Linked DNA regions of Mus musculus: regions 2 and 3 are each linked to region 1. Evidence: chromatin contacts called from public HiChIP or PLAC-seq data. All regions are on one chromosome and are shown on one strand. The core of a region is the stretch at or near the end of the contact, and the rest is flanking DNA. Distances in the headings are between cores, read along the strand shown.

Evidence for each region. HiChIP or PLAC-seq counts read pairs in DNA pulled down with a chosen protein or histone mark.
Region 2: a contact with region 1 is called in an H3K4me3 HiChIP or PLAC-seq map of embryonic stem cells, with 2.0 times the contacts expected there. The contact joins the enhancer-like site here to the promoter of Parvb in region 1. A contact is called at or near these places in 7 of 39 promoter capture datasets (3T3-L1-derived adipocytes, cranial neural crest, embryonic stem cells and 3 more), 2 of 484 Hi-C or Micro-C datasets (both in embryonic stem cells), 4 of 115 datasets of contacts at active chromatin or transcription factors (all in embryonic stem cells) and 1 of 9 other capture datasets (adipose tissue).
Region 3: an H3K27ac HiChIP or PLAC-seq map of stem cell-derived neural progenitor cells shows a contact between it and region 1, with 2.1 times the contacts expected there. The contact joins the enhancer-like site here to the promoter of Parvb in region 1. A contact is called at or near these places in 3 of 39 promoter capture datasets (cranial neural crest, hippocampal neurons and second pharyngeal arch cranial neural crest), 1 of 484 Hi-C or Micro-C datasets (nephron progenitors), 2 of 115 datasets of contacts at active chromatin or transcription factors (oligodendrocyte precursor cells and stem cell-derived neural progenitor cells) and 2 of 9 other capture datasets (adipose tissue and liver).

What each region holds. Positions count from the first base shown.
Region 1 is chr15:84,230,685-84,233,853 of GRCm38.p6, reverse strand. Parvb (parvin, beta) reads right to left here and starts at 1,811. Exons shown (of 13, transcript NM_133167.3): 1 at 1,668-1,811. The coding sequence starts at 1,782.
Region 2 is chr15:84,085,107-84,088,139 of GRCm38.p6, reverse strand. It overlaps Sult4a1 (sulfotransferase family 4A, member 1), which reads left to right. Exons shown (of 7, transcript NM_013873.3): 5 at 1,446-1,540. Among named protein-coding and RNA genes, the nearest start is that of Gm46526, 18 kb to the left of the region's middle. Within about 2 kb of position 1,604, at least 13 of the 459 cell types and tissues checked have an H3K27ac peak or open chromatin away from gene starts, as enhancers often do. A contact at or near this core is called in embryonic stem cells, where this site is marked.
Region 3 is chr15:84,416,209-84,419,506 of GRCm38.p6, reverse strand. Shisal1 (shisa like 1) reads left to right here. Exons shown (of 5, transcript NM_001374162.1): 3 at 2,194-2,407. Among named protein-coding and RNA genes, the nearest start is that of Gm46527, 13 kb to the left of the region's middle. Within about 2 kb of position 1,301, at least 42 of the 459 cell types and tissues checked have an H3K27ac peak or open chromatin away from gene starts, as enhancers often do. A contact at or near this core is called in oligodendrocyte precursor cells and stem cell-derived neural progenitor cells, where this site is marked.

The sequences.
Region 1 (3,169 bases), core at 562-3,061:
GACGTATCCACGCCACATCATAGTCACACATATGGTAAGCCACAAAAGGCTGGCACACACCTGCAGTTCCTGACACAGGCAAGACTGAAGCAGGAGGATCACTTGAACCCAGGGCTGAGTCCAGACACAGCAAAACGCCAGCTCAAAAACAAAAACTGTCGGGCGGTGGTGGCGCACACCTTTAATCCTAGCACTTGGGAGGCAGAGGCGGGCCGATTTCTGAATTTGAATCCAGCCTGGTCTCCAGAGTGAGTTCCAGGACAGCCAGGGCTACACAGAGAAACCCTGTCTCAAAAAAACTAAAAATAAAAACAAAGAAACAAAAACAAAATTTAACAAAACAAAACAGGTGATGGAAAGAACTCAGGTCTGCCACTGTCCTAACTCCTGAAAAGAAAATAGATTTCTAGGCAGGATGGCAACGTCGGCACTGAGAAACCAAAGACAACAGTGGGTGACCAAGGGAGACAAGGACTTCGGTCTCATTTAGGATACTGATGGAGATGCAGGCCAACCTGAAGGGTCTGGAATGGAAGACTTGAGAGGGGAAGAGCCCATTTGATTAGCAATAAACCCTAGGAAGAAGACCAGGCCTGCCTGCCCCCTGGACAATCTAGGTTGGTAAAGGGCATTCTGGGGTTGAAGGCCTGGGAAGGCAAGTCTGGGCAGAATGTGGGACCCACAGTGTCTTCACCGGTTCTATCAAAGAAGTTCAGCATTTCCCCACATGCCCTGCCTTTCAAGACACCTTGAAAGGCCAGAATGAGTCTGCCCATAATTTAGGACCTGGAGGTCCCTTTATGAGTAAATACCTCACGCCGGTCCTTTGGGCCCACAGGGTGATTATCAGTCACCTCTTAGGCAGGGCTTGCCCTGGAGGCCCAGGCTTTCTGGGAGTCAGTGTGGCTCCAGTGGCTGGAGGAGACCCTCAGCACACCCTAACTTGGGGGTCCCCAGGAAGTGTTGTCTCTGAAGCTTCTTTCTACCTGTCCTTTCTCAGAAAGCCCCTCCCATTCCTCGTGAGCTGCCGGAATCTCAGCCCAAGGGCAAGAGCCTCCAGGACAAAACAATAGAAAATTCAGGAATGTTTCTGCGAGGGGAGGGGAGGGAACTGCGGTACCTTAGGGCTCTGGCCAGAGGCGGAGAAGTTACATCCCTTGCAGTTTTGTTTTTTAAAAGTTTTGAAAGTAAAAAGTCGTTTTAAAATTACTTTCCTGCGCAGGGGGCATGACCTCCCCCCCCGCCCCTCCCCCCCGCCCCCTGCCCTTGCACTGGTTCCAGGCTTCCCCAGGCTCCTGGCCTGTGTGTCCTGTGCCCTTTCATTGACTCCCAGCTTAGGGACGGAGCCATGCTTGCAGGCATCACGCAAACAGTAGCCGGTCCTCTCTACCAGCATGTGTCCAATCACTGTGACGAGAGTGTCACACGACAAGGATGAGCACAGGAACAGTAGCTTGCTAGGCCTGTGTCCAGAGCAGAACGCACGTCCTATGCACTGGGCCAGCACTGCAAATGTCTTACGGACAGGGACCGGCCTGTCCCAAAGGTCGCGTAGCCTGAGCGCGACAGGAGGGCTCATTGGCGCCGCCGAGGCGGGCAGGGAGCGGACACACGGGGGACACCGCTGGCACCCGGCTGGCGCCAAAGGGACGCAGGGGCACACTCACCCTCCCTGGTCTTCTTCTTCCTTGCCAGTGTGCCGCCCAACTTGCCCAAGAAAGACTCGTCCTTCTTCATCTTGGGGGCCCGCGGGGTGGGCGACCGTGGTGGCGCGGAGGACATAAGCGAGTGCGCGCCACCCACCGCCGGCCGGGGAGTGGCCAGGAGGGCGCGGCCCCGGCTTCCCCGCCCCTGCCTACTGACCCCGAGGTCCCGGTGCTGCAGCTGAGCTCCCCCGCCCGCAATACAGCAGGACCCTGCGCGTAGTGCCAGGCACGACCGGCCCCCTTTTGTGCAGCCTCACCGTGCTGGAAGCCCAGAATCAATTAGTCCCACAAACATGTACGGTCAGATGTTGAGTCTCTGCCAGAATCCTGGCGCAGGACTAGGGCATCCCTTGAGTCGATGCTTTGGGTGTAGTGGGTGCCTTTGTGGGACAGTAGCCTCATACACAGTGACCCTTCCCCCAAGGCAAGCCCAGCCAAAGAGTTCCATGGGAGCCACGGGCTGGAAGAATCCGGGCAGCATGGGCACCCGGAGGAAGAGCGCAGGCCCCAGGGAAGGATGCTAGGCTAACAGCCATGACCAGGTTTGTGTTGCACAAAATTGATTGTTGCTGATTTGGGAACAGTAGATGATGAACAAGGATGGGACCAGGCAGGGAGGTTTACTAGGAGCGAAATGAACGTGTTTCTAGAGACGCTGCGGGGTAGAGGCAGCATGAGAACTGAGGCGTAGGCAGAGGGAAAACCAAATGGCCTGTGGCTCCAGCAGAAGGGTGGTTGCGTGGCTCAGCAGAGATAGGAGCTATCAGGGCCGGGGCGCAGGCAGCACCTAATCTGCTGGGAGGGGGGTGTGTGTGAGGGGGAGGTGTTTCTTCCTTCTCCCTTTGTACTGGCTCAGAGCCTCGCTCCTTCTGGCGAGCGGTTTCAGTTCAGTGCAGGAAATATTGACGCTGGCAGAAGGGGTGTAGCCAAGCTGGCTGTTCAGCTAGGATGTGCCTGGGCTCTCCTTGGGATTTGTCATGGAGAATGGGGTGCCCAGTATCTAAAGAGTTACAAGCCAAGGGTGGGATGGGCACAGTGGGGATCCCCTTAGGAGGAGAAGGATCAGAGAGGGCCAGGATTTGGGAAGAAATAGGGAAGAGAGAGTTGCTAGGGAAGGATGGTTTCCAAAGACCAAGATAAAAGTGTTGCCTCCCTCCACTATGATAGGAAGAAAACTCACAGACCTGGGCCAGGCATCTCTCACCCTGGCCCAGTTCCTGGCTGCTCTTATCTCTACTAAAGCACACCCCTCTTTGGCAGCACGGGACATTTACTTGGCTTTCCCAGGCTGACTTCCCTCTCATAACTGTCAGGGAGCCTGAGACCCCAGGATCCCGGAAATCTCAGAAATACAAACTCCCTGCATCCCACGTGACAGTGGTTAATCTGATTGTCAACCGGAGGAGAACTCCGATCACCTTGGAAACAAAGCTCTGGATGTACCCAGAGGATTATCTATCTCC
Region 2 (3,033 bases), core at 355-2,854, 150 kb after region 1:
TGGCAGTGGTCTGTGGACAGACACTGACCTGTGCTGCATGGGAAGTATTTCAGAGGTGGCCTCTTCCTTAGGTGGGGTCTGTGTTGAGTTATAACATCCTGCAGGCCTTGGGTAAGTGGCTTCATGGTCTTAACATAGTGAGGTATGGAGAGAAGCAGAGGGTGGGACAGAGATCCTTCTCTGGAGACTCAGGTCCCATTAGCATGTGTGTATCTCCTTCCTCCGTGGCCCCAAGTACAGAGGCAGTGGGGTGTTCCTGGTCTCCCTGGTAGCAGTCAGCATGCTTTGCTTGGTTCATGGTCCTGGTTGGCCTTTCTTGTGAAGCGTCATGTCACCAATGGGGTCCAGGCTGTCTGGAAGTCCTGTGCCTTCTCTGGGAGTGGGGAGAGCTTTCCCCTGTCTTTTTTAGGCTGCTTGCCTTCCTCCTGCCTCAGGACCTCATCTGCTGGGACTGAGCTGCACAGATCCAGACCAGAGTCCAGGCTTCCACGGCAGTTGTCCCCTTGTGACCTGGCCTGCCACTGTCCTTTCCTGAGACTCAGCTCTGTAAAATGAATAGATTTGCCAAGATGGGTTTGCAGGGGTCAAACAGGTGTGTCTGAGTGGGGTGTGCTAGGTTGTGTCTGACTGGGTTATACCTGTGCAGGTCCACGGTGCCCTAGTACACCTCTACCAGGGAGCTTGCGGGTGGCCCTGAGGATGGAGCCCCATCCATGCCTCTGTATCTTCTTACTCCTGAGAAGGGTTCGGGTACCACTTCTTTATAGTATCTCATGGAGCCCCCTCCCCCCCATTTGCCATCCCCCACGGCAGCATGGCACGAAGTCCATCACAGGGCTGCACAGTTCAGCCAAAAAGATGGGAGCACAGCGGAACTTGTCACTAGGAAGGCTGTGACATAGCTTGCAGACTGGACCGAGTCCTCTTATACTTGCCACATGCCTAGCCCAGACCTGAGGTGCCGTGGCGAGGTGAGGCCATGCTGTGGCACATATTGTCTGTGTGACAGCCAGGGTTCCCACCTCTCTTTAATCGCAGGTTTCTCTGACAGTATCTGGGGTCATTCAGAAGTCATGGGGCGGGGCCTTGTTCTGGAACTCTCTCAGAGCTTCACACCCCCAGCCTACTCCACCTGCCTCTTTTGTTCTGATTCCTCTGAGCATTGTTTTCTCTCGTTGGCACTAGCGTATGCACTGTGTCCTCTTATCTTCAGAGCGCCTCCTGCTGTGTCAGGTCTTCAGGGCATCCTGAAGTACATAGGCTGGGTAGGGGTGAAGAGCGTTGACAAGAGCAGGAGGGGTGAGGGCCTTTAATGGTTTCTTCCTTCCGGGAGACCCCCGTAGTTTCCTTCCCAGCAGCTGGGCAGGAGCTGGGCATCCTGTGGGAGGGGCAAGAACACCTACACAGTTCCCTTCCCAGCTGTGCCCTTTTGTCTGTTTCCACAGTGGGCTACGGCTCCTGGTTTGAGCATGTTCAGGAATTCTGGGAACATCGAATGGATGCCAACGTGCTTTTCCTTAAGTATGAAGACATGCACCGGGTGAGTAGTTGGGGGTAGGTTACTGAGTCGTCCTTGCCGAGAGGCGCTGTCCATGGCCTGGAGCTGTCCGTGGTGCCAGCACCAAGTGGAGGCAACGGAGGGATCTGCACAATTCCTTCCGTGCCCAGAGATGCTTGTGGTCTTACGTCCCTAATCCAGCTCATGGCCCCTGTTGGGCATCTTTTGAGACAGGCTGGTGTCCAGTGATGTCATGGAAAAGCCCGTTTCTTGGCTTTACTGCCTTAGCGACAGGTGCAGGACCTTGGCCGTTCTCATTTGTTGTCTCAAAACCATCACCTTGGTGACTGTGAGGGCAGTATGCTGGGGTAGTTGAGTCCCTTTGCCTTCTGCGTCAGCTTTTGGGATGCTTGTGACCTTGTGTGTTAGCCTGTGGTGTCCCCTCCCTGTTTCTTCTTGGTGCTCAGGGAAGGAGGTCATTATTGATTTGTGTGGATGTGACGCCCTACTCTGTGCAGGTCTGCTGGGTATGGCTGTGGGAGCACTGGGTGTGTGAGCATTTTGGGTGCCTTGATAGCTGCATATTTTCTCTCTCTCTCTCTCTCTCTCTCGCTCGCTCGCTCGCTCGCTCCCTCCCTCCCTCCCTCCCTCCCTCCCTCCCTCCCTCCCCCCCTCTTTCTCTCTCTCCACCCCCTCTCTGTTTTTGGAGGTGGAGTTTCTCTGTGTAGTCCTGGCTGTCATGAAACTAACTCTGTAGACTAATCTGGCCTCAAATTCAGAGATCCGCCTGCTTCCACCTCCTGAGAGCTGGGATTAAAGGTGTGTGCTACCATCTCCCAGTGGTTTCTCTCAGGCCAAGAGCAAACCTGGCCTTGACCTCGCTCCCTCTCAGCATCTTACCCTTATCTTCACTTCACTGCAGACCCTTCCCTTCCTGTCTCAGGCCCCTCGTTACCTGGCCCCACAACTCCCAAGCTGCTCTGTCATGGTCTGCAGTGATTCCCTACTTTGCTACAGCAGGTAATGGTTACTGGGTTCCTGTAACCCAGCCTTCTGATGACCCTTCCCTCCTCATTTGGCTGCCAAGATAACACCCTCATCTCCCATGGTCCCCTTCTCTCAGATTTATTTTATGAGTTTTTTGTTTTGTTTTGTTTTTGCCTGCATGTATGTATGTGTAGCGCGTGCATGCTGGTGCCCAAAGAGGTCAGAAGAAGGTATTGGATCTGGAGTTAGGAATGGTTGTAAGCCACTGTGTTTATGTTGGAAACCATACTTGGGTCCTCTGCAAGAGCACCAAGTGCTGTTAACTGCTGGGCTGCCTCTCCAGCCCCACGTCCGGCATCTCTTGCTGTTTTCCCATGTCCTGACTGCAGATGCTCGCATGCCACAGATGCTCACACAGCACAGGCCTCAGCCTAGGCCTTGTTTCTCATCGTTTCTTCTGTTCACTTCCTGTGGTGTCATTCCTTTGCCAGGTTTGGAGCTCTGCTGCCACTGTGCACACAGCTGGCTGTGGGCATCCCGAGACACAT
Region 3 (3,298 bases), core at 52-2,551, 190 kb before region 1:
GAGATTGCAATAGGACTCCCAGGAGAGCAGAGTAAAGACCATGCTGAGACAAAAGTCTAGGGCCATCACCTCCCCGGTTCTTCCCATGTGATGGGGACCCTGGTCCTCACCTCCCCAGCTCATTCCCATGTGAAGGCAGCCCCCTGCTATATGCTGTGTCTTTCTAGCTCTTCCCCATGTGGTAGAGGGCCCAGGTTCTCATTATTCTGGGTGTGAGGACCCAGTCATCTCTTATTACCACTGGGGACGGGGACTCAGAGGAGGCACGTGAGTGGTGGTCACACAGCTGAAAAAAGAGCTGACTCTGTCTGGGCCACCAGAGCTGGGGTTCACTAAGTGCTGGAGTGCTGGGACTCCCAAGAGCTGGAGACAGTGAACCTGCACCCACCGGTTTTCGGAGCTCCTTGAAGCCCCACCACAGGGATTCTAACCCTTCTCCAAAAAGGGGTCCCCAGCTCAGGGCTCCTCTGTCCCTGGAGAAGCAGCAGGGTCTCCCGGTCACTGGCTCATGACTAAGGCTAGAGCATCCAGGGACAGCTATGGGGTTGTGAATTAGGTCCTGGGAAGGACCTGCCAGTCTCACCCCTATGTCCACAATTGCCTCTGCCAAGGCCTGATGGCCCCCTGCTATTGACTGTGTTTCATAGGCAAGAGGCCAGTCCCAGAGCCAGGCTTGGTCTTTCTGATAGCACTCGAGGTGTGTCCATCGTTCTTAGGTGCCCATGCTGAGTACACAGAGCCACAGTAGGGCTTCAAGTCATGCAAGCGTCATGGGACGTGACTGCTGTCCTCTGCCTCTCAGAGGTGTGCAGTTGCTTTGCGGCAGTGGTTCCCCAGCCCAAGCCCCAGGGCATGGGTTTACCAGAATAGAACATGTTCCATGTTCCCTACCCTAGAGCTTTGAGCTATGTAGGGCTTCCATTCTGACTAGCATGCTTGGTGGGTCAAGACTCTGAGCCTCCCTTATCTCTTCTGTATGATAGGAGTAGATGGGACTCCGTGGTACGTCTCCCTAGGGCACCACACCAAGTGGTCTCTGTGTCCCTGGATAGGTTCTTCTCAAGATCAAGGGTGCACTGGAAGCTAGAGAGCCACTACCTCCCCACTGTGTCCACAGAAGGAGGAACTGTCCTTCAGGGAAGAGCCTTTGGAACCAGCCTAAGCACCAGCTCTCAGGGTGTTCCCGTCCCCTGTTCCCCCCCCCCCCCGCCAGCTGGCCTGCTGGGGTCCCCTGTGGTGGTGCTGTGTGGGCTGCAATCTAATAACCTCTCAGCCGACAGAGCTTCTTGTGGGAGCTCTAAGAAGCCAGGGCCTTTGTGCCTGCGATTTGCCTGTGCCAAGAAGCCCCTTTTCAGTGATACAAATTAGATACAGCGAGCCCTTTATGAAGATACTAATTAAGCCCGAGACAGCCGCTCTGCTTTTCCATTGTTGCTTTGTTCGAATTCGCTATCAGCTCATCCCTGCTTTGCCGGCGTCAGAGGAGGCTGAATAGGGGCCTCCGTCTGTGGGCCAGGGAGAGAGGAGAGAGGATCTCCGGCCAGCACAGCCGTCTCACTGTATGTGTGGCCCAGAGGAGACCTTGCTCAGGTCTAGGACACCAGCTTCTATAATGGAGTTACTACTTTCAATATAGGTGGAGCCTACCCAGGCCATGCGCTCCTTTGTGGCCTGACACCCAGGAAAGCCTGACTCACAACCAACCTGCTCTGTGTCAGAGAGAGAGAGAGAGAGAGAGAGAGCTTGCAGGAGCTGGCTTTAAGTCAGGTGCCATCACCACTGACTGGCTCCTGGCAGGTCCTTAACTGAACACCTCCCAGGTTCAGTTTCTCCACCTTCAAAGTGATATCACAAGCCTGCTAGGGTGATCATGTGGATTTAGTGAGGACCCCCCCCCAACCACAGAATAGGTCCCTAGTCACTACAGGCTAAAATGCTGGCGATGACCCACCTACAGGTGAGCTTCAAGGAGCCCCAAGGATCATTCATCCTGAGCTATCAGGGCCATTGTGTAAGAGCTGGGGATCACAGAGGTCCAGGAGGCTTTGGGGCAGAAGTGAGGCTCTTTCTGGACCCTGAAGAATTCCTAGGGGAGGGAGGGGCCTGTAGGACCCTGGAGCTGCCAGTCGCTCCTGCTCAGCACCTGTGAGCTGCCAAGGGGACCCCAGCAAACCTTGTGTCTCTGTATTCCAGTCCTGTCCGCACATTTCCGGGTCTGTGAGCCTTACACGGATCACAAAGGCCGCTACCACTTTGGCTTCCACTGCCCCCGGCTCTCGGACAACAAAACCTTCGTCCTCTGCTGTCACCATAACAACACTGTCTTCAAATACTGCTGCAACGAGACGGAGTTCCAGGCGGTCATGCAGGCAAACCTCACGGCCGGCCCCGAGGGCTACATGCACAAGTGAGTACCAACCCCCCCACCCACCTCCCTACTGCTCTGACCACTGCCCACCCCTGCCCTGGGCATGCTCCAGACAGCACATGCAAGGAGGTAATCCTAGAATGAGCTTTGCAAAGACTTGAGGCAACCTGGGTTCCTGGCCTGACTGCTCTCTGAGCTTTTACAGTTCCCATCTAAGAAATGGGTATAGGGTGCCTACCTGGAGGGGCCTGCTGCAGAGGTTGAGTGGGGTCATGTCTGGATTGTTTCGTTCAATAATATTGGCAATAGCATCAGTGCTGAGATGGATCCTTTGGAGGTAGTGAAAAAGCATCGAGATCAGGTCTCCAAGAGGAATTTGCTGGCACAGAAGCAGAGGCTGTACTGCTAGGGGCATGGTGGGTCAAAGCGGTACACACTTCTATTTGAACGGAGTTGACCATCCTTTACTGTGTTGGGGGTCAGGGGCGGGGAGGGTCATTGCATTTCTTGTGTGCTGGCTGTTGATGTGGTTTTGCCAATTTCTTTTCCTACTACATTTTGGTGTTTTTCTTATTTTTAGCAAGAAATCTTTATATATGAAGGAATCACTATACAAATATTTTCCAGTGCTTTTTACGCACGCTCAGCAGTCTTGTGATCACAAGATAACCATTTATTTTTTATGGCATCTAATGTTTGACCTTTTGAGAAAGGCTTTTCCTTCTGAGAGCATTGAAGAATTCTCCTGTCTTCTATTTCATGTTTCCAATTTGGCTTCCCAGTCTCTTATCTGTTGTTTGGGTCAGACTTATTTTAATGTAAATATTCCAACAAGAACTGGGTTGTATTGTCTTTTGCATACAAAGAATGTCTTAGTTTCTTTTCCCATTGCTCAGATAAGATCCCCTAACTAGAGAAATCTAAGGGAGA